Linked DNA regions of Zea mays: all the other regions are linked to region 2. Evidence: chromatin contacts called from public Hi-C data. All regions are on one chromosome and are shown on one strand. The core of a region is the stretch at or near the end of the contact, and the rest is flanking DNA. Distances in the headings are between cores, read along the strand shown. Region 1 holds the start of LOC109942441. Region 2 holds the start of LOC100281850. Region 3 has its middle 42 kb from the start of LOC109942441.

Region 1 (3,914 bases), core at 721-3,220, 210 kb before region 2:
AGACATCTCCTCTCGCAGGTGTCAACTGCCAGACAAACACCATCGTGCAAACCTTGACTACCCATCGCGCCCCTCTCTCTCAGTTTTTTTAATAAGAAACAAAGCATCGTGTTTATATGAGTAAAGCTAATCATGGTTTAATTAAAAGACGTGTGCAGGGCAACCAACACGCAAAAGCAGCAAGAGACGGTTCAAGGTAAAGCGCGAGAGGTGGACCGGTCACTGGCACCAGATCATACGAGAAGAGGCAGGGCACGGCACTCGCGTATGACTATTGACACACACACAAAAAAAACACGCGACAATGTCACGTCTCACCTCACGAGCCATGCTCGCTAAAACAACAGCAAAAAGACAGGGCTGTTTGTTTCGTCTTCTGGCAGCTTCTGACCACCAAAAGCTGCTGCAGACTGTCAAACGCTCATCTTTTCAGTCAGCTTCTATAAAATTCGTTGGGGGCAAAAACCATCCAAAATCAACATAAAACACATAATTGGTTGAGTCGTTGTAATAGTAGGAATCTGTCACTTTCTAGATCCTGAGCCCTATGAACAACTTTATTTTCCTCCACACTTAATCGTAATGATACTCAAATTTTTCCCACAGCCAGATTTTCAGAAAAACTGGTCAGAAAAAAGCTGAACCAAACAGACCCAATATCACGTCTCACCTCACGAGCCATGCTCGCTAAAACAACAGCAAAAAGACCCGCGCGCGGTGGCGCTTGACATCTTGTGGCTAGAGATGGCAATGGGTACCCGAAACCCGAATACCCGACGGGTTTTACCCGATATGAAGGCGGGTACGGGATGATTTCTCTACCCGCGGGTATGTTAATGGGTAAAAACCTCTACCCGTTGGGTAGACGGGTACGGGTATGGGTTGGTACTACCCATACCCGTCTACCCGTGGGTAAAATATACCCGCATCAATAGCACTATAAACATCTAATAGAGTCCAACTTAGCTAGAATAAAACTCTTCTCTAATTATCATTTGTCTAGATACCAAGTTATGTAATCATATAATTTGTTATATGTGAAATTAAAGTTGTTTTTATATGTTTCTTTAATATTTTGAGTGATTGGTATATTGGAATTTAATTCTTTCCTTGCGGGTATGGGTTACCCGACGGGTAAAAATACCCACGCGGGTACGGGTATGGGTAAGATTTTATACCCGCGAGTATATATGGGTAACCCGACGGGTAGAATTTTTTTGATGGGTACGGGTATGGAATGGTACTACCTGACGGGTATGTACCCGTTGCCATCGCTACTTGTGGCAGAAGCCTGAAGCTTGGTCATAGGCAGGCTGCAGGCAGGCGCCTGCTCGCATCGTTCGTTCCGTTCCGTTCCGTTCCAGCGCTGGCCGATGGGTTCGAAGTAAAAACGGACCCCGGCCGGGCCGGCGGCCGGCCAAAGCTGTGCACGGAAACGGCATCGATCCGGCTTTAGCCAACAAAAGTCGTCGAGCAGTAGCTTTTTTTTTTTGCTTCCTTTTGTCCAGAGAGAGCAGTAGAAGATCATTACTTTTTGTATAGAAGGATTACGAATTCAGTTGAATTTGGACGCCGGACCGGAGGCCGGATATATACTTAACCGCTGGCACGTGCTGGTGGCTTATGATTATTACTCGCATCGCATCGGCAGGCGCTGTGTGCACTCGTCAGGGATCAGCTCAGCTGTCGCGCCCAATGCTCTTACTGCCGGAATGATAAGCTCTCATGCGTCTGCCGCCCTGCGCGGGAATCCGTCGGTGTCGGAAACTTGTGATGGGCACAGAACCGCAGAAGGGTTTATCGTTACGTACGTGGCCGGATAAAGCGAGTAAACCCGTTAGCCAGTTGCCCAGTTCAAAATCTTGAAGTGGACGCCTGACCTGACCACGCAAGTTAACGAGAGAAGAAAAAAAAAATAACCATCAACGGTTTTTCTTTTGAAAAACAAAATAAAGAAGGAAAAAGCCGGAGTCGTTCCAACAGAAGGAAGGTTGGAGTCGATACGATACGATACGATACTACGACGGCGCAACTCCCGTCCCGTGCACACAGCTCACGAACGGGGAATGCGTCGCGCGGCCGGGAACGGGTCCTTGTCGATGCCGCAACCTTTCTGCGTCGAAATTCTTCCAGACCTTTCGTTTCGCCATTACTCCCCCTGATGTGATGACAAGAGACCATCCGCCCCCGCAGCAACTGCACGGCTGCGGCTGCTACTGAGGCTGCGGCACACAGGGTGGGAGTGGGGAGTGGGAATGCGCCGCGCCGTGCAGTACCGAGAGCGAGGCACATGGTTTCAGTGCCGCGGATAGAGAATTCCACGCGCACAGGCACAGCGCCACGGTGCGCGTACGTTTCAGTACGCCGCCTGGGCACCGCCTAAATGCACCGGCCTCGTCCAGTCGTCCGCGAAAGGGCGGTGGTGCGTATGCGTTCCCTCCCTCCCGACCCGGGCTCTGCTGCCTCTCGTGATCTCGTCGCGGACCGCTTCCCACCCAAGATTTCCACTAGTTTGACCTCCCGACCGGGTTCTAGCCGTTCCCTCCTCCTCCTCCTACTCCACCCCGCAGTTCAACGGCAGGCAGCGTCAGGTTCTTGATCGAGTTGCTCCCTTCCCTTCCTTACCCGCCGCCGCGGCCCACGGTGCACGTGCATGGGCTGCAAGGGCTCCAAGCACGCGCTGCATGGGGCCACTGGACTGCCGGCGCGGGCGCCAGAGCCGCAGAGCCGATCGGGCCGCTGGGCCCCGCCGCGGCACTCCGTCGCGCTGCGCTCGTCCACGCTCGGGACGCTCAGCCTCGACCGCGCCGCCGCGGCCGTCGCGGCGGCGGGCCTTTCTTTCGACGCTGCAGGACGAGGCGCCGGCGGCGGGGACGAGTCGGGCACGATGACGAAGGCCGGCGGCAGCGACGGCGTCGACGGTGGCGCAGGGACCAAGCTGTTGGGGCCGTCGCTCGGCGGATGGCGCCCGAAGAGGGTGGAGGCGCCGCGGAGGGCCGTCGCGCCGCGGACGCCGAGCAAGACGCCGGGGCGCGACCCCGAGGAGATCAACGTGTGGGAGCTCATGGAGGGTCTCGACGACGACGACGAGGAGGACGAAGCGACGGACGACAACGTCCGCGGCGTCGGCGACGGCGACGGCGTCGAGCGGAAGGCGCAGTCGGCGCCCGGGTCCCCCGCGCACCCGGTGCTCGACCCGGACCTCCTGGACGCGTTCCGGAAGGCGCTCGACGACCTGACGGCGACGCCAGCAGGCTCGCCTTCGCCACTTCCTGGTTCCGCCGCGAAACGCAACGGCGGAGGCGGCGGCGGCGACGTCGAGACGCGCGGAATCCCGACGTTCCCGGGCATCGTGCGGGCGCGGGTCGACGTGTTCCAGGAAAAGATCAACGCCAGGAGTAGGACGAGGACGAAGCTAGCCAGGAAGGCCTCTCCGCCGGCGCCGGCGCCGGACAGCGCGGGCCGAGTCGTCGTGTACCTCACCAGCCTCCGCGGGGTCCGGCAGACGTACGAGGACTGCTGGTCCACGAGCGCGCTGCTCCGCGGATACGGCGTCCGCGCCGACGAGCGCGACCTGTCCATGCACGCCGGGTTCAAGGACGAGCTCCGCGCCGCGCTCGCGCTCGGCGACGGAGGCCGCCTGCCGCCGCTCCCGCAGGTGTTCGTGGACGGCCGGCGTCTGGGCGGCGCCGAGGAGGTCCGCCGCCTGCACGAGGCCGGGGAGCTCGGGGCGGCCCTCGGCGTCTGCGACGCGGCGCCGTGCACCGCCGCCGCCAAGGGAGGCGCCGGCGCGCAGGACGCCTGTGCCGCCTGCGGCGGGGTGCGGTTCGTGCCGTGCGACGGGTGCTCTGGCAGCTGCAAGGTGTTCGTGGAGGACGAGGATGATGCCTGTGCCTCCCGTGGCGGAGCGTTCA
Region 2 (4,239 bases), core at 988-3,487:
CTGCCAAGGCCATGCTGGCTACAGTGTGGTTTGACATTAATAAATGTCTAAGCATTGAGGTGAAACTAACATGAATGCATTCAATATATAATGTACGTTGCATTCATACTAGATGCATCTCATATAGTTTTTGTTTGTTATGAGAAGTTTCTGAAACACATTTAGACATTGATTACAATATTCTGCATTTTTTTCTACTGTCTTGTAGCTGAATCTAATTTCTAGAAACTTTTGTTATCTAGTCCAAATCTATCATTAATACTTTTCCCAAAAATCGAGAAACTTAAAATGATTTTGTATGTTTAAAGAACCTTAATAAGTGTGTACTGTAACTTTTTACTCGAGGATAGAAAATCACATGAAAAACACAGTTTTTATCATCGTCGTGCAGCCACTGTTTTAAATGTCCGGCTAAGGGCCTTAGCGGTGAGCTTTTAGATAAGCTATAAAGGCTATAACGGCAAGCTAATTCATTTAGCGGGTTTTAAAAAAAACATGACATAACTTTTATATATACATTAAATGATCAATATTTGAACCTTACAATTCAAACTAGTTGTTCAAATGTTCAATAATAAATCAACATACATGCAAATTCAACGTTCAACGACACATGTAAAAGGCATTTAACCACTATCTAACAAACATTAAGTTAAAGGGTCTGCTCACAGTTTGTTTTTGGGTCTCAATGTTTCAAAGGTTCGAACAGTAAAAAAGATTGTGTGTTTAGCAACTAAATCGAGCTAATGTTGTGTATTTAGCGGGCTAAATAAGGCTATTAGCGGCTAATTTTGGTTAGCGCTAAATAGTGTATCTCTTAGCTCCAGACCTCCTGAAAGGCTAGCGTGCAGCACTTCTTTCCTTCCACATTTAAAGGTAGAAAGCTAAAATTATGTATAGATAGGAATTTAAACCATAGTTTTTGGCTTTAAACTCGCGTCTGTACTCATCTAACCAACAGAACATATATATATATATATATATCTTTATGTTTTATACTCTACACTCAATTATGAATGAAAACCGTTGCAACCTACGAGTACCTAATTAACTAGTAAATAATACTTTACCCTGATTTCAGAGCTTACTAGAAAATCTAGAGTACGGCGATAGTGTAGGAGGCAACAAAGTTCTTTTTTTAAAAGGATCTTCACCAGTTATATATATATATATATATATATATATATATATATATATATATATATATATATATATATATAATGTACGTTGCATTCATATATACTAGATGCATCTCATATATTTTTTGTTTGTTTATGAGAAGTTTTTGAAACACATTTAGACATTGATTACAATATTCTGGATTTTTCTCTACTGTCTTTTGTAGCTGAATCTAATTTCTAGAAACTTTTGTTATCTAGTCCAAATCTATCATTAATAATTTTCCCAAAAATCGAGAAACCTAAAATGATTTTGTATGTTTAAAGAACCTTAATAAGTTAAAATCACATAAAAAACACAGTTTTTATCGTCGTGGTGCGACACCTCTTTCCTTCCATATTTATTTAAAGGTAGAAAGCTAAAATTATGTATAGACAGGAATTCAAACTATGGTTGTTGGTTTTAAACTCATGTTGGTACTCATCTAACCAACAAAACATACATATCTTAATATTTTATACTATACACACTCAATTACGAATGGAAACGGTTGCGACGTACGGGATCTAGACAACGACGATATATAGTGTAGGAGGCAACAAAGTTCTTTTTTGAAAGGATCTTCACCAGTTACCTACTGGTAGCCGAATTCCTTGGCACGCGGCAAGTGGAGTGGGAGGTTGGTCTGTGGCCGTAACTCATAACTAGACGGTGGGCCCGTGGGCGTCCGCTATTGACAGCAACAAGAGAGGGACCGGACGCGCCGCGGGCCCTCTCCCTCCCCGAAACCCCCAAATTCTCTGTAGGTGATGCCTGCAACGGCAGCGGGCCGGTTTCTTCACCACATCACTCGCTGTCTCTTGGCATCATCACGGATCGCGTTACATCTTCCTGTCCTTGTGCGCTTGTGCCCGCCTGACTCCAGCCACCTCTAGCTCAAGCTTCCCCCTCAAGCTCGGGCTGCTGCTCGGCTAGGACCAAACTACTTTGTAGCAGAGCTAACTAACTCCTCCGTCTGGCTCTCGGCTGGTCTCGTCTCCCCTATAAATTAAGCCCCCCGCCCCCTTTCTGCTTCCCATCGATCGCCACACTTGAGAGCTTGCCGTCCAGCGTTCATCGGATAGCTCCTGAGCTCGATCTCGGGTCGCGCACAGCTGCTCTCCCCTTCCTCCCGCTCAGCTCGCTCTTCGGTGCTGCTCTCGATCGTCGTCTCGCTCCATCACCGGCGGTCGCTTAGCCTCCGCGATCCCGGCCGGTGGTCTTCTTCGCCGCATTATCTCTCTCTCTCTCTCTCTAACACAAGGACGATGTCGAGCCGGAGGTCCCGCGCGTCGACGGTCTCGGAGGAGGAGATCAACGAGCTTATCTCGAGGCTGCAGACGCTGCTCCCCAGCGCGCGCCGCCGTGGCGGCAGCCAGGTATGAATATACGATACAACGCATGCGCATTCAAACCAAGATGTGCATGATCTAGCTAGCTAGCTAGGTAGTTTTACTTCTCTGATCTCACAGTATTGAGTAGTGACACTGACACCATCACACCGACACGACACACATGCATAAATTAAAGAGTGCTATACACTGCGGTGCCAGTGCCACCGTACCGCTTATTGCAAGTATGCATAAAGAGTGCTATTGGCAGCTGGTAGCTCACTCGCTCCAAGCCAAGAGATCGTCGTGGATCGTCTGATGATGTAAACAAAACAACGGTGGTGTGCGTACGATGTGATATGCAGGCGTCGACGACGAAGCTGCTCAAGGAGACCTGCAGCTACATCAAGAGCCTGCACCGGGAGGTGGACGATCTGAGCGACCGCCTGTCGGACCTCATGGCCAGCATGGACCACAACAGCCCCGGCGCCGAGATCATCCGCAGCCTCCTCCGCTAGCCCAAGTCCGTCCGTCCGGCCATGGCGTGACGGCCGGCCTCTCGCCATCGCCAGATCTCAGCGCATTGCCGAGTGTGTGTGTGTGTACCACATATAGCAGCTGAATATACCCAAGGACGACGTACGCCGACGACAGGCTAAGGCTGGTTTATTAATTGGTAGGGCATTATTAAGTACTACTCCGTATTAACTAGGGCTGCCTAGCTTAAGTATGGTTTCTCTCTCTTCCACTCTTGGCTGTTTGTTTCCTTGCTATACTCTCCTAGTAGCTTAGCTCCTTTTCCATTTGTTTGTACTTGGCTGCTTCGTCCCATGTTCGTCGTCGTCGTCGTGGTGGTGGTGTAAACCTATGTGTGTGGTCTGGATCGAGTTGTTTCCTCCTTGACAGACAACCGACCAACCCCGATCGATCTGTCAACTTGTACTACGTACGTACTGGTAATATATCAATATCTATATATATATCTACATGTCTCATCTGCCATCACGCAGCAGCTTAATTTGTTTACAGCGTGCTAGCTACACTCCTCGCTAGCAGCTTGTTCGGTTCCATCCAATCTAACCGCGCGCGTTCGTCGTTACGTGCCGCGACGCCTAATTAAGCAAGCCATCATAATCAGGACAGTAACGATAAAGACGACAGCCAAACGGCGGCCGGGTCAGTTTCGCGGACACTTGCTGGCCAGTAGTGTGTGATGAGAGAGGCCAGGAGGTCGGAGATAGCTAGTTGGCATGGCATGGCAGTGAGAGCGCGCTGCTGTCAGTTGTCACTTGTCATCTACCTCTCGCTTTGCATGGGATGCCATGCCGTGGCCCCGATCGACGACGCGCGCCGACAGGTCTGGCTGTGCGCATGCGCGGGTCACTCGGGCCTGTCGTCGCCTCCCGGTGAATGGGAGGAGCAGGGCCGGGCAAAAGGCTCGTGGCGACCGCCTCTGCTTCGTTCGATCGTCAGTCAAGCTACGTGGGAGTTGGGACAGTAGTACCTTGGAGCTACCTTATATAGTAGTCGCTGTGTGTGTCGTCGTCGCACGAGAGCTATCGAGGCTAGCTAGCTGCTGGGTCGATCGGTTGAAATGGTGCCTAGCCTAGCTAGCTTCTTTCTGCCTCGCAGGAACGCCGAACGCGTAGATCGATGGCACCGCGTGAATGTGTCCGGCGACGACGCGCACGGATACTACACGGATATGCCAGCCAGTATAGGTAGTCACACGCACTGCGCGCTCTCGCAG
Region 3 (3,884 bases), core at 209-2,708, 170 kb before region 2:
GTCTGCTCCTGCTCGTGGTGTTGTACTAAGTGATCCTCGACCCTCTTCTTTAGCTCTGCCTCCTCCTCCAATGTCCTTCTTCCTCTACCCAGCCGCCTGTAGAAGACCCTCCACGTGAGTCGTCTTTTGCAGATCAATGGGTTGAGTCTTTGTTTCCATCTTATCCTCCTCCTCCTGGTTCTTATGGCGGCCCTGGTGGATGGTGAGTTGGGTTCTCTTCTCATTTTGGTGCTTGGTGCCAAAAATGGGGATAAATGTGTTGGAGATTGAAGATGGTATTGCTTGAAGATGCTAGAAGGAAAAGATAAGTTGAAGAAGACGTTTTTGTGGCCCTTGAGAGCGACCTTTTGTTCTATATGTTATCTATTCATGTATTGAACTCTGGCTTATAATAACTATACTATGTGATGATGTTTGAACTTGTGATGTATGATGGCCACTGACCATGAACACTTGATGATGCTCTATCTTTATTGTAATAACTGTTAGAACTTTTTATGATGATCTACTATGCCATTTGCTATTCCTTGATGATATGTGATGAGCTATGTGCATGAATTGTTACTTGCATCATGATTTCTTATATGACACTATGGGGTGTTTGGTTTCTAGGGACTAATTTTTAGTCCCTTTATTTTATTCCATTTTAGTCCCTAAATTGCCAAATGCGGAAACTAAAATATTACTGGACGCAATCCATATATCATATCACCTGAATAAAACTTTTCATGTTTCATAAATATTACTTGTATATATTAAGCAATTAATTAATCAAATTAAACTTTATACGAAGTAAAGCATGTCTAAACTTTTCCACCCATAAAAAAGAAAGATAACAACAATTACAAGAATTTTTGTGGAAACTCTAGTAACCCTATAATTAGGTGCGCATTATTGACACAAGCATGCAAATTTTTAACGAAAATATTTATCAAATGGGATCAACACAGTCAAAGACACTTGCCTTGGTCTAAATAGTGTTGTTCGGTAAACTCTAATCCTTGCTCTTGATATCCATGTAACATTTTCTGGACCGTGTTCTTGTCTACGGTGATCGGTCACACAAGCATACATAAGAGAAAACAACAATCAATATACACACAAAAATAATGGAGGCATAAGTTTATCAAAAAAAAATATATTTTTATGATTTTTGGATAATTTTTAAAAATATATTTAGTTTGATTTACCTCGCTGAACTTTCAATCCAATCTGATTTATTTTTAACGCTACGTCAGTAAAATCATCCAAGAGAAAAAAATATAGTTTCTAAAGTTAAGAGGTTTGATAAACTGATTTTACAGTTTAACGAGAAGAAATCGAACCACCATATAGTCGAGAAAACTTTCAACTTTCTCCACCGGCAACGAAATCAGTGAGCCTATTGGGCTGCTGTATAAGTTACTGTTGCAATGGACATCCTAATGGCCTGTGCACATGGCAGGCCAAAGTTTTTTTGGATCGGCAAACAGGTCCAGATGGTCCTGGCTTTAGGCTTTTGAAATACCTGTCTTTTTATTGGCCTCATGACAACGGGTCATATGAAATCCTGCCCCATCTCTTCTTCTTGCAAGTTGCAACCTGAGTGACGGTTTTGCGTTCACTTGGGGACATGGATCTTTTTTTTATGTACAACTGCAGCAAGAATTCGAAAATTGACCTGACCTATTGAAATTTAACAAATCTCTAAAAATTGAAAATAAACAAGGGTCCATAACAGTTGGATGTACACCCCGACAACTCCTTTCCCGACACAGCGACATGCCATCCAAGAACTGATCGACCACGAAAGTGTCGCAAAAAGAGAAGACGCCCAAAAGTTCATCGATGTGGACTATTCATGGATTGTCAATGGCGGATGCGTCTATATGTCGCTAACAATTCGTCGTCGGCTTCTGCACAGCCAGACATGAGGCACCCAGTGTTGCATCAGCCGGTTGTGTACTCTATCTACCAACAAATGTGTCCTGACTTCTGAATCCCTGCGTTTCGGCCACGTCCAAAGCCCCGCTGGCCCACAATGGGTTATACAGGTGTGTGTATGCCCTCTACCTCTACTGCGAGGATGCATGTGTTTTCTAGCGACCTACAGTGCGCCTGACATGGATGTATGATTAAATATGTGTCTAAGACTCTAAGAGACAATTAATTTATAAAAAATCTAATGAATATTTAAAATAAAAGCCTATCAGTTTAGTTTGCTCTTCTTATAAGACCTTGTTCGGTTAAAAGGGATAATCTCACCATAGATTGGGTCTGGATCGGATGAATCCATACCTCACGTCCAATCCTATGGTGAGATTAAATCCACCATTTAATTCATATATCTCTCAAAACTAGTTATTCTTTTAATCCATTGATTCTAATATAAACTTGTGCAATACCTTCATAGATTTGTTCCATACTAATGAACTATGAATAGAATCCATGCCTTCCGTAGTTTAAAAAATTCTCAAACCTTTGGGTTATAATCCATGATGGGTTTAAACGAATAAAAAAACCGAGTAGGTTTGGATTTTTTTGGGGCATGAATTATGACATGAATTTAATTCCAATCCATACTAATCTAGAGCTGGATTGATGTAAATGAACAAGGCCTAAACTGGCTATGAATACGATCCTTTGGTCTCTCCCTTTAAGATGAGCTGTTCATTTTCAACTTTCACACAAATAACATATATGAAATCTATAGGATGCTTAAGAAATCCAAGAAAGCATTAAAAAGAACTCTAATCATATAATGATAGTTTAAAAGGACGATAAGAAACAGAAATGCTTTTATAAAGCATAGAACGAGAACAAGACTAAAGATGATATTTCAAAGACAATACAGAGCCCAAGTTTAGACATTCTCCTAAAGACAAATGCTTATGTTATGGTGATCTTGTACATTGGTTTAAAAAGTGCAAGTACTAGGAAGAAAAGAAAAAAAAAGGCTAGCGTGACTTCTACTTCAGGTATATATGTTATTGAAATTAATATTGTTGTTTCTTCTAGTGAATCCTGAGTATTTGATACTGGAACAATGATTTACATGGACTAAAAAGGACCCAAATTTTTGAAAGAGGCGAGCCGAATGTGCGTGGTTGCAATAGAGCAAACATTGATATATTGGTTATCAACACTTATCATTTATCATCACCATCATCATTATTTTTGGAATTCAATAATTGTTATTATATTGTAGCTTTGTGCAAGAAAATTATATCTTTTTATATTTAGAGGAAGATGGTGGCTATAAGATAATAATTGAGAACAAATTTTGTTCTATTTATTTGAATAACCTGTTTTATGCATGATGTCCATTGATGAATGTATGTCCTAGATCTTGACTATCACACCCGGATTTAAGGGATAAAGTCAGGTGCGTCTCATATGTGCGCCAAAGAAGAACAACACATATAATGATAAAGTGTATAGAGATAAATGTCACAAATATCATAAATGTTATTATTACATAGTGGAAGTCTTACAAAAATAAATGATAGTAATAAAGCGAAGTAAACGTCCATCCTTGGTGCCATAAAGCTGACTGGGAGATGCCACCTAGATCAACTCGTACTCCTCATTGTACGGCTCCTCCTGGACCACATGTTCTTCTTCTCTGAGGGGGGAGGTTATGTATCGCAAGTGTGAGCTCACAAAAGATCATAGCTCAATAAGTTGTGGGGAATAATGTGCATGAACTCACCAAAGGTGGGAGTTCATGTGAAGTGTAAAGCTGATTAACAATAGGGGTTCAAGCTGAGCATTGCTTTTAATAAGTTGGTCAAATTTTATTAGCAATTACTAGATGTAAGTAAATACCATACCAGAATAATAATGGAACAAAATTAATAATAAAACTCAATGCGATGCTGTCGGCGTTTCGAGACCGGGGGGTC

The links. A called contact is a pair of places that touch in the nucleus more often than the background predicts.
Region 1: a contact with region 2 is called in a Hi-C map of ear, with 4 times the contacts expected there. The contact joins the promoter of LOC109942441 here to the promoter of LOC100281850 in region 2. A contact is called at or near these places in 10 of 25 Hi-C or Micro-C datasets (bundle sheath, ear, endosperm and 3 more).
Region 3: a contact with region 2 is called in a Hi-C map of tassel, with 3 times the contacts expected there. The contact joins the enhancer-like site here to the promoter of LOC100281850 in region 2. A contact is called at or near these places in 10 of 25 Hi-C or Micro-C datasets (bundle sheath, ear, endosperm and 3 more).

The regions. Positions count from the first base shown.
Region 1 is chr9:6,603,995-6,607,908 of Zm-B73-REFERENCE-NAM-5.0, reverse strand. LOC109942441 reads left to right here and starts at 1,970. Exons shown (of 1, transcript XM_020544449.3): 1 at 1,970-3,914. The coding sequence starts at 2,654.
Region 2 is chr9:6,392,245-6,396,483 of Zm-B73-REFERENCE-NAM-5.0, reverse strand. LOC100281850 reads left to right here and starts at 2,237. Exons shown (of 2, transcript NM_001154770.2): 1 at 2,237-2,537; 2 at 2,855-3,463. The coding sequence starts at 2,427. The coding sequence ends at 3,007.
Region 3 is chr9:6,561,660-6,565,543 of Zm-B73-REFERENCE-NAM-5.0, reverse strand. No RefSeq gene overlaps it. Among protein-coding and RNA genes, the nearest start is that of LOC109942441, 42 kb to the left of the region's middle. Within about 2 kb of position 1,458, at least 17 of the 20 cell types and tissues checked have an H3K27ac peak or open chromatin away from gene starts, as enhancers often do. A contact at or near this core is called in bundle sheath, ear, endosperm and 2 more, where this site is marked.